Regions from separate parts of the Rattus norvegicus genome. Here region 2 is linked to region 1. A link is a contact called in public Hi-C data. All regions are on one chromosome and are shown on one strand. Each heading gives the region's core, a stretch centred on a gene start, on an enhancer-like site or on the middle of the called end of the contact. The rest is flanking DNA. Distances are from core to core; before and after follow the strand shown.

The links. A called contact is a pair of places that touch in the nucleus more often than the background predicts.
Region 2: a contact with region 1 is called in a Hi-C map of mammary epithelial cells, with 3 times the contacts expected there. The contact joins the promoter of Tpd52 here to the promoter of Zbtb10 in region 1. A contact is called at or near these places in 4 of 12 Hi-C or Micro-C datasets (the A7r5 cell line, frontal cortex, kidney and 1 more).

The regions. Positions count from the first base shown.
Region 1 is chr2:94,414,435-94,419,804 of GRCr8, forward strand. Zbtb10 (zinc finger and BTB domain containing 10) reads right to left here and starts at 2,874. Exons shown (of 7, transcript NM_024489.2): 1 at 1,387-2,874. The coding sequence starts at 2,331.
Region 2 is chr2:94,687,790-94,693,215 of GRCr8, forward strand. Tpd52 (tumor protein D52) reads left to right here and starts at 3,578. Exons shown (of 8, transcript NM_001106421.2): 1 at 3,578-3,815. The coding sequence starts at 3,680.

The DNA of each region.
Region 1 (5,370 bases), core at 1,624-4,123:
AATTTACTAAATCTTTATACCTTAAATAAGTGACCTTCATAAGGTGTGGTAGCACACACCTTTAATCCCAGCACTCAGGAGGCCAAGACAGGCAGATCTGGGAGTTGGAGACCAGTCTGGTCTATATAGTTAAGAGTTTCAAAATAGCCAGAGATCCTGGAGAGGAGAGAAAGAAGGGAGGAACCTTCTTTCTAAGATTTAGGCAAATCTGTGCAAATAAAAATTTCAACCCAAACAAGCTCCATTTCCCTGCCTTCTGGGGGTTAAAGAAAAACCAAACAAACAAAATAACCCTGTGCTTTTAAAACTAAAGCCTCTGCTAAGCTGGGTTACTTGTGTGACTAGTAAACTATAGTTTAAGTGTGTTGAGCAGCAGGATCGCTCCCATAAACACCACAGTGAGGTACTAATACCTGAGTGTTGACTTTCTAAAATCAATGACTGGCCAGCAACACAAAAGAAAATTCCACCCACCACCACAGGCTGCCTGAGTCATAAAAAGGAGGACGACCAACATCTATTTGACTTGAAAAGGGCTATCAAAACAGTTAGGCTCCTGTCTTTGGAGTAGGAATGTTTAAAACTCATAGGTAGACTTGTTTTGTAACTAGGGACTGACGGTTTTCCAGTGAGCAGATTAAGCCCAAATCACTTCACATTAAACATTTCCAAAGCTAAGATTAACAGCCTTCATATAAGCTGTTCACGACCATGTTTTTGAAAGAGATAATACAGAGATTCTCAGAAGAGAAATATAAATATAAGTAAATAGCTAAAATGAACAAAGATCTTACTAAAAAGAGCCTGCCTAAGGTTCAACAAGTTTAACGGGGATGAACACCGTAAAATTATTCAACTAACTTCCTGCACATTTGCATACGCCTCTCACATTTCACATTATCTCGGCCTGACATGAGTTTGAGTGGCTTGCCAGTAGCACCGAAGCTTAAGGAAACTGTCTAATCTATTCTTCAGACTACTTCTAGCACTTTAGTGTCCATGAAATCTCCGCTGACTTAAAAAAATTTTGACCGAAAGTCAATTTAAAGTTAAAATCTCCAACCTCTTCCAACCTCTCCCAACCTCTCTCGGATTCAATCAATCTCACAGGCAAACCCTAACTCCTGAGAAATAAACCCAGCGCTATCATTAGAAAAGTGTCGTTCCACCCCCCCTCCCCCAATACATCCACAACTTTGGAAAACTTTAGTTTCCAGGCTTTCCAAACCCCTACGCATAAGCTCCCCCGAACCTCTCTCGACCGGAACGACGCCTTCCCCGAAGGATCTTAATTTCTCCCCTTTCTTTGCTTTAGTTTTAGTCTCTCCCACTGATAAAACCTTTCCCAAAAGATCTGAGGAAAACCAAGAGCCGGATCTACGGTACCTGGGCGTTGGCTTCGTGGAGTTTGTGTTCGGTGGAGACGTGGTGCCTCAGGAGCAGGGTTTTCTTGTAGTTGCGGGTCCCTCGCGAAAGCTCATCATGCCCCACCTGGGGAAGGTCCACGCTGCCCACATCCTCGGGGGTCGTTTGGCACCAGCCGCAAAACATAAGGCCAGTATCATTGGAGTACCGCAGCCAAGGGAAGTCCTTGAGCCAAGAGGTCTGGAAGGAGCACTGGAGCTTCTGCATGAGGGACTTGGGCCTCGCGAGCGGGAAGTGCTGGACAGTCTCTCCTTCTCCAGCTCCCACACCGCTGCCCTCTGCTTCTTCCCCGCCTTCGCCTCCCGACCGCCTGCTGCTGCTGCAGCTGCCGCCTTCCGCCCCACTGCCATCGCCCGGGCTCGCCCCCTCCTCCTCGGTGCTGTAGCTCAGGGACGCCCCGTCCTGCATCAACTCCTTCCCCTCCAGCGCGTCCAGCTCCGGATCCACGGCCGCCAGCCCTCGCCCATTGAAATGCCTGAGGGGCCACGCCGAGGTCTCCGGGCGGCCGCGACTGCTGCCATTGTTGCCGAGACCCCCGCCGCCTCCCCCGCGGAAGGCCAGAGTCCGACGGTTCCTTTCCGCTAGCAGGGGGCCCCCCGCGCCGCCGCCCAGCAAGGCGGGGCCGCCCGTGTCCTGAGGGAGCAGCAACTCCTTGGCGTCCTCCGCGGCGGCCGCCCCGGCGGAGGCCTCCGAGTCTTGGGGCTCCAGGCCCTCCGATTCCATTTCCTCGTCGGCCCCGCGCCCATTGGGCTGCGGCGGCACGGGCGGCGCGGGGAGTCGCGGCTGAAACTGCGGAGGCCAAGAAGAGGCCTCCCCGCCAGCGTTATTGTTCGTGGGGCCGCCGCCGGTGACCAACCCGCCTCCTCGGAACGCCAGCGTCCTGCGGTTCATTTCACTGAACGACATGGCGCGCGCCGCCGTCGCCGCCGCCGCCCGGTGCCTCGGCTCGCGCCCGGGCTCGGGCCGCGTCCCGCGCGCTCGCCGCGGCTCCCCCAACGCCTCACCCCCGCCCCCGCCCCCGGCGCTGCGCCGCGCCGCTCTGCGCTGCGCTCCCGCCGGCACGGCCTTACCCTCCTGCCGGCTCGCGCTCGCTCCCAGGCCGCCGCACGCGTCTGCCGCCGCCGCTGTCCCAGCCGCGTCCTCTCCACCCCCGCCCTGCCGCGCTCCGGGCAGCGTCCCGCGCGGAGAGGTGGGCGGGCGGCGGAACCGGGGCGCGTGCGGCCTTCGAAGTTGAGGAGTGCGGGCGCCCCTCCGCTGCCCCGCTTCAGCGCTGCGCGCACACACCGGCCCGCCAACAGATCTCCGTCCTCGGGGAGTCGCGCCGCCGCCGCCGGCTGCCGAGGAGCGGACGCGAGAGGCGCGCTAAGCCGCCAGGCTCCGCCACATAGCGAGCCGACAATAAAGCCGGCGGAGCGTTTCCGTCCGACCAGGCCCTGGCGGAGGTCGAATGGCAAATGAACAACGGACCGTGCGCCCACAATGCACCGGGGTAGCAGTAACCGCTGGAGGGGGAGAGGGTGGGGGCCGGCCGGGGGAGGGGGCGGGCTGGGCCGGGCTGGGCTGGGCCGGGGGCGCCCGGGGACCGGGAAAGGGGCCGGCCGCTCGGGCCTGCGGGCGGGGGTGCGGCCACGGGAAGGAAGCGGGCGGGGCGCGGGGCCGGGGTCTCGGGGCGGGGCCGGCTCGGCCAGGACAAACAGCTGGCGAGTGTCAGGGGCCGCCTCGCCGCCGCGCGCCCGAGCGCACCGTGCCCGACTCTCGCCACGACTTCACCTGGGACTCGGGAGTAACTGCTGTGGGAGCGCGTCCCAGCCCTGTCATCTACCGGGGGGCGGGTGGCCGTGCCCGAGGAAGTGAACTTATTTTGTTCCTTGACAAAAGACTGGACCAGGCGGTGCCTCCCTCGCGAGGACACCTCCTTGGGCGCATTGTGTACGCCGGGCAGCACCTCTAGCCCAGGGCGACGATCGTTTCACAGAAAATGCACCGCCCCGAGTGTCTTATTGCTGTGATGAAATGGAAATTTAAATAAAAGGTCGAACACGTGCGTTCACTGGGAAGTATTGACATGGGTGTTACATCACCAGCAGCCAATCAGATAACTCCAGTCGTGTTTATACTTCTACAACCACCTTGTGAGTATTACAGTATGTCATAGCGTTATAAATATTAGGCAGGGTTTTCCCCACGAGCGGGGAGGAGTCAGCTGCTGCGGGCGCCGCGTGCGGCTGCGAAGAGAGTGCAGCTCCGAAGACAGGGTGAGCAGATGAGAATTAATTTTTAGGACTTTGAGAAAAGCTGTTGGCATCGCGTATGGAATTTGAGTGATCACATCGGTCAAAGCTGGTCAAAGCCTCCCGAAGTTATATTAGCCTAGGTTTGGTTTTGGGTTTTTGAGTTGTTTTTTTTTTTAATCTTCCCAGAAAGAGGCCTTGCCAATTAAGGACCCATAAACTTACCCTCCCCCCTTAATTATGCTCTATTTGGAAAACATTAGCGCATTTAGACTCATTAATTCACAAAGTGAGGTAGATTTATCTATTATTTATTGGGGGGCGATTTTTGAAACAGGGTCCAGGCCACCCTAGTCTACATCGTTAATTTAGGACAGCCAGGGATATACACTAGACCCTGCCTCAGTTTCAGGATTACTCAGAGTCCAGGAATTACTGGGATTACAGGTGTGTGCCACCAAGTTGTACAACTTCTTCAGTTTGAGCCTATTTCAGGCTTTTTTTTTTTTAAACTTACTTTCTTAATTTTCTTTTTAAAAGACAGGGCCTCTCTATGTAGCCCTGTCTGTCCTGGAACCCACAGACCTGCCTGAAGCTTCCCTTTTGGGGTGGGCTGGGGAGAGCAGTGGTCTTTCATTTTTCAAGTTTTAAAATTAGGATGGAGGCTGTTCTTTGTGAGTTCCCAGAGCCTTTATGGTGGCTTACTACCTGGAACTGCAGCTACAGGGGATGTGCTCCGATACCAGACACCGGTGATGTACAGACATACTTGCAAGAAGACACCCAGGCACACAACTTTTTAAATTTAAAGCAACGTGTTATAAACTAATTCTCCAATGTGTTATAAATTAATATTTGCTAACACTTTTTCTAAAGACAGATTACCATGTCCTGGCTGGCCTTGAATTCGTTCTCCTCAGCCTCATTCTGTCACCACAACCAACTTACCTGAATGGAACTTTTTGGTTTGTTTATGTGGTCTCACCTTATAACCCTCCTTGTCCTAGAAGTCACTGTGTAGATCAGGCTGCCTAGAATTCACAGCAGCCCCGCCTCCTCGAGGGCTAGGATTTAAGGTGAGAGTCCCCAGGCCCAGTTACCTTAAAGCTTTTGACTGAATTAGGCACAAGCTGAGCGCTGAGGTGTGTGGGTTTAGAGTTTTCAAAGCCATGTGACGTGATTTGCCTTTAATGCTTGTACCTGATGTGATGAAGTTTTGTATATGAGCTGACATGCATTACTTGTAACATGAGCTCAAGCTTTCTTATGGACAAGCAGCATGATTTCGCTGAGCAGACTGATGGACTACCTGCTCATAACGCTCTGGATGTGGGTCATCTTCCTAGCAACACACATATCCTCTCCCCATGCTACCAGTGGTAGTAAGTGGTTACTAGCATCAGTTATAAGATTAAGATGTTGAGAAATGTCATCTGTATTTATTCATGTCATCTGCTTTATTCAACTTATCTCATCTCTAGCTTGTGCCCCTAGTTAATGTATGATAGGAACTACATTAACTTGGGCTGGAATCTGCTGTCTATAGATTTCTATAGCAATAGAATCAATGAAAACACTTTAAGTCCTAATTGGCATTTACAGTGCTAAATGTCTTTGCTCACACAGACATCCTTCCTAATGTTTTATAAGTCTACACTGTTGTTAGGTATGGTGGCACATTACTGTAATCCCAGGACCGAGGAAGCTGAGGCAG
Region 2 (5,426 bases), core at 2,328-4,827, 270 kb after region 1:
GTGTTCCTGCTATGTGCAAGCCTGTGGCTTTGATCTGTAACACCCCAAAACCAAACAACACAGAACCTGGGAAAATCAAGTTGGTTGAAGCACAGTCAGTTGTAGGATAGTGGGAAAAGAGGAAGTGAGTACCCAGGTCTCTTGCCACTGGCTCCAACCCCAAGAGAAGGGCATATTCATTCCTTAGGCTACTGTAGCTCCATGCAGGGGCTCACATAGTGTGCCGCCATCCCTTTCCGCCTTCTCCCTCTGTCCTTTCCCAGTCTAGTCTGGTCACTGGTCTCTTTCGCCTTGGCAAGTGGAGGAACGAGTCCCTTCCACCAGCGGCAGACAGCTTAGGTTCTAGAGAAAGTCATTGTCTTCTGTTGCTCAGTGTGTTAGGAACGACATTGACTGGGGCTGTTCAGCTAGCTACCCCTCAGGCACACCTCTGAACAATGCTGTATGTCTGACCCACATCTGAAACACAAGAACAGGTAGGGACTCTGGTGGGCTTTTCTCAGAGGTCGTGGGGTAAGTACGTGGTCAGGAATTCTTCAAGGGATAGAGACAAGGGAGAAGATGGGCCACCCTGGGGCCTGCAAGAACACTCCTGGCAGATCGCAGAAGGGTGTGGCAGATGACAAGGGGAGGATTCGTGGCTCCTGGTGGACAACTTCCTTTGTACAATTGACCATAACCCATGTGAGGTCAGACCTGGGAAGTTTAGGAGAAAATAATGCAGATTTTGAAGTATTTTCCAGATAGCCCTGTGGAAATACCTGTCACCCAGGGCCAACTTGTTCTTGGACCAGTGAGCCCCACAGGAAAAAGACCTGCCATGCCCCTAGGCTTCCCTGTTCCCATGTTTGGATGGTCCTTGGGCCTTTTTGAGTGTCCTTTCCCGTTGTCTGTCTGCCTCTCTTGCACTGTGCACATCATCTCCAGTGGGGCCTTTATAGCAGTGAACTACCTTTTATTTACCGTCTGTCATTTCCATCTATCCATCAGTCCATCCATTCATCCACCCATCCACCTACCATGCAGCCATGGTCAAGCCCGGGCTACACGCATGACCGGGAAGTGCTTTCTACTTAGCCACACCCCTTCTCCTAATATTTTCTTTCTATGCTCTCTTTGCCTACTTCGAAATCCTTGTGTTTGTTTCTTATAAAAGTATATAGTAACTATAAAGGCTTATCATTCTGGCTCTTTTATTGGTTGGTTCCCAATGGTTGGTTCCCAAGCTACATTTTTATTTTTTTTTCAGCCCCCCTCCCTCACCCTGTTATCCAGACCTCGAGCCTGCCATTCCAGGAACCGACCCACGCTCTTTCTGGGGCTGCTTGGATGTGTTCATCATCCTCAAGGCTGGACTGTCTGAACCGGTCTGCCTGCAGATAGGAAGGGGAAGGAGCTGGGATTCATAGCACTGGCCTGAAAGGGGCTTAGCAAGTAGACAAGTCAGACTTTTAGACAGTCACTTAGATTCTTAGCCCTCACATTTGAAAATAAGGCTGGTTTTATTCTCTACTGGTTATAAGCCCTGTCCGTATTCAGGGTAGGGCCAGCAGACGCTGTGGTGGGAGGCTGTAGCCATGAGGTCTGGCTGGCAGATGGGTGCTTCACATGTGCATGCCGGGAATGGAGAAGAGATGGGAGGAACCGGAAGGCCTTCTGAGAAGACGTGATGGTCTTAAAGGATGTACGATGTCAGGGAAATACAGTACAGCAATTTGGGTACAGGATGCTGCGTGGATGTCAACAGAGGCTTGGGGTGTGTCCGTGGGTGGCAGAGTAAGGAAACCTTTTAACAGCGGGGGCTCAGGAAGGGAAGCCAGAGGGGCAATTGGTGGATAGATGCCTTTGCACCAGTGTTTAGGCCAGGGACTAACTCTCACTGGGTCTTGTCAGAGTGAAGGACATCGTGGACTGTAGCAAACCTGACTTTTGAAAGAAAATGGAATTATTCTCCTTTCTGTACAGGGCAGTGGGAGTCCTCCTGTCTCAGCATCTCTGGTTCTGGGATTTCAGGTATGAGCTATTGCACCTGTTGGTGAAAATAAATTATTTCAATTAAACAGTGTTTGTAACTGCCAAAATCTTGGTATTGTTAAGAAGGAAACAATAGATGTTCTTGTTAAAAATAAATTCTCAAAAAGTTTAAATCCGACAAAGGCATTCCATAGAGTACACAAGACCAACCAAAAAGAACGGAAAGGAGAATCAGTCATAAATTGAGATGAATGTGGACGTCTTACAGATTTTGTACACTAGGCATACTCTGACAGTTTGCTAATAATTAAAACATTTTGCTTCTGGGGGCTGGAGAGATGGCCTAGGGGTTAAGATTGCTTACTGCTCTTACAGAGGCCCCAGGTTCAGTCCCCCAACTTCATACAGTGGTTCATAGCTGCCTGTTACTCCAGTTCTAGGGGACTCATCAACCTCTTCTGACTCCTGCTGACATGCACTCTAGCCCACACACATACAATACAATAAAAAGTTCAGCTCCTCTATTTCAGTGATTATAAATACATTCCCGAGATTATGTGATGAGATATGAAAAGGTAGGACACAAGTATAAGTGTTAATTCAGTTAGTTATTTTGTGTTTTTGAGATGGGGTCTCTCACTGTAGTCATGGCAACCACCTGTCTCAGGTTTCTGAGTAATGTGATTATGGCATGAGCCACCATGCCTGGCAAGGAAATATTTCCTCCCTTTAACTTAGTTCCACCAAGGGCCTGCAAGTGCTGTTGGGCCTTAGCAAAGGCCACGGAGAGCATGGGAAGGTTCTGGAGAGCTCGGGAAGGTTCTAGAGAGAGGCCTGGGATGGAGGAAATGAACTTGGTGATTGAAAAGTTTTACAAGCGAGCTCCTAGTGGCTCCCTTTCTGCCTGGTGGGTGTGCCAAAGGAAACTAGTTCTTTGTAGCAACCTCAGGGCCTGCATGACTTTGCTTAAACAAAGGTGCTGGAGCTCCAGGAGGCCTAGAGGGGATCACTCCAGGAGCTCACAGTGGCAGCTTGGGAGCTAGCTTCCAGCTGCTTCGTGTGTTTTCAGTGCGAGAAAAACATCATTCTTCCAAAAAGAGTCAGATTAAAAAATTTGACAGTTATTCAGATTCTGCTTTAGAAATAAGGCGATGATGGGTCTAGCTTTATTTTTGTATCATGCTTAGAAGGCTGGTTGCTAACACGGTGTGCCAAGCTCTCAGAATTCTGTGGTAACGTAGGGTGCAAGAAAAGTATCACCCAGATGGCATTGGCGGGGAGATTACTGACAGATAATCCTCCCTTGTCCTAGAAGATTAAGTCTGTTCTGGCGAGGATGTGGTCAGCTGACTGGTCTAACAAAATTGTATTTTAAACAATCTTCCTGCCAGTATCTAGTGTTTGTACATCTAAACCGGGCTCGGGAGTGGGGGCCCTCCTTTGTTTACAGAGGAAAGGCCACTCCCTCTGCCCAGGTTGTTCTTTGTCCACTGAAATTAGCAACAGGTGGTGACCAGGGCCCTCCTAAGGGTGCTGGGAGGAGTCACTACAGATCTGCTGCTGAGAGCGAAGCCACATCAGGGCCGGAGCTGGGCGGGACTTTAAGCACCAGTTCCTTTCCTCAGCCGGGCCTTGGCCCAGGAGTCCCAGGCCTGAGGAGCAATTGCAGGCTGCTGTAGCGCCATGCTCTCTGCCATCACCTGGCATGGATTGTAGAGATATGGAGCTGTCTGATGATTACCAGTCCCCGTTCGATTTCGATTCCGGAGTGAACAAGAACTATCTCTACCTCTCTCCGAGCGGGAACACGTCGCCGCCTGGCTCACCTACACAGAACGTTGGTAACTATTGATTTTGTGTAGTTAGTTCCGTTCACTCTGGTCAAACCCAGGAGTGACCCGGGGTTCTTAGGTTAGTGTGAAGGCGTGCCCAGGTGCCACCATGCGCCTACGACCTGACTCAACATGGAGGGGTAGTTCTTGGTTGTTAACTATTTAGCCTGGGACATTGGATTTTAAAGTTGGCACCATTTCTGTGTATGCAGTGACGGTAGATGACAATGGAGGGGTCTTGGGTTCAGATAGCGTGTACAGTTTTAAAATCTGCCTAGGTTATGTCTTTCTTGGTAAAGGGCGCTTAAGCATCCAAAAATATTCACCTCATCTGAGGGCCTGGTGAGTGTGATCTAATGATATCACAATTATCAAGCTGATAATTGATCGGCCTGGACTTCCCTTGGGAAGACCAAGAGCCATTTAGACAAATAACCTACACCACCGAGTTTCTAGAAAGGAAAAGTAAAGACTCACCACCGTACCTCTGGAAGCCGTTGTCTCTGGTGTGAGGCACGGACCTGTTCACAAGGCGGGAAGCTGGCTATGACAGTCCGAGTTGATAAGCAGGGCATCCCTGCATAGGGTCCAGCAGACATGGGCACAGCCTCACTTGCCGTCAGCCTGCGGTCCCCTATTGCCTGCCGAGGAGAAGAGGTGGCTCAGTGAACTCCTCTGTAAGGAGTCAAGGAAGCAACTCGGCTTTCCCAGAAGAAGTTAATCATTTCCTTACTGTGAAGACTTGGTTACATTTTGTTCTTTTTAAGCAATAGAGCGTGGGAAACCTAGAAGACAGTGAAGGGCAGACTGTGGCCCCTCCTCTCTAAGCTGCCAAGGGTTTGGGTGTTTGCAGAACCCAGGTGTGCGCTGGGATAGCGTGCTTCAACTCGATACAGTAACCAATAGCATGCTTCAACTCCACTAAGTAACCGCCTTTGAGGTATGGTCTGGATTTTCAGAAACCGACAAATGTTGACAGGTACAGGCTAACACTAGCCTCTAGAAGCTGGCAACTGTTAGTAATGTCTGCTGGGAGATGGGCATGGGGAAAACTTTTTTTCTTTCTTCTCATTTTCTCACTTTTCTTGCCTGTGACCCATATGGGCCCTGGCCTTTCCCCTTACCCAGCACTTAAAAGGAGGGAGGACCTAGTTCTGACGTGTGGACTCGTGTGGATCAGAGCAGGGCCCACAGAGGGAAAGGTGGAGCTGTCAATAAAGCCTTGAGAGTGGCCAGTGTGGCAGGCGAGCAACCTCAAGGCTCCCAGCAAGGCCTGGGAAAGACGCCCTAAATCCTTTCATTCTCACCTGCTGCTCTTCACCCCCCACCTGCTTTCCTAGTTAAGGGTGTGGCCACCTTTCAGTATTCTGTCAGAACAGAGCAGGTGAGGGAGCCCGCTTTTGGGTGGTGGGATTAAGGAAGTCTGTAATTGAAAAGAGGGAGGAACCTGGAACTTCTACTTAAAAGTTAAATCTGGAATTTGGCCAGTGTGAATTCCCTGCCCCTCTCTTCCCTTCCACCCCCTTCTCTCCCTCCTCTCTCACCCTCTCTCTGGTTTTTCCAGACAGACTTTCTCTGTGTAGCCTTGGCTGTCCTGGAACTCACGCTGTAGACCAGGCT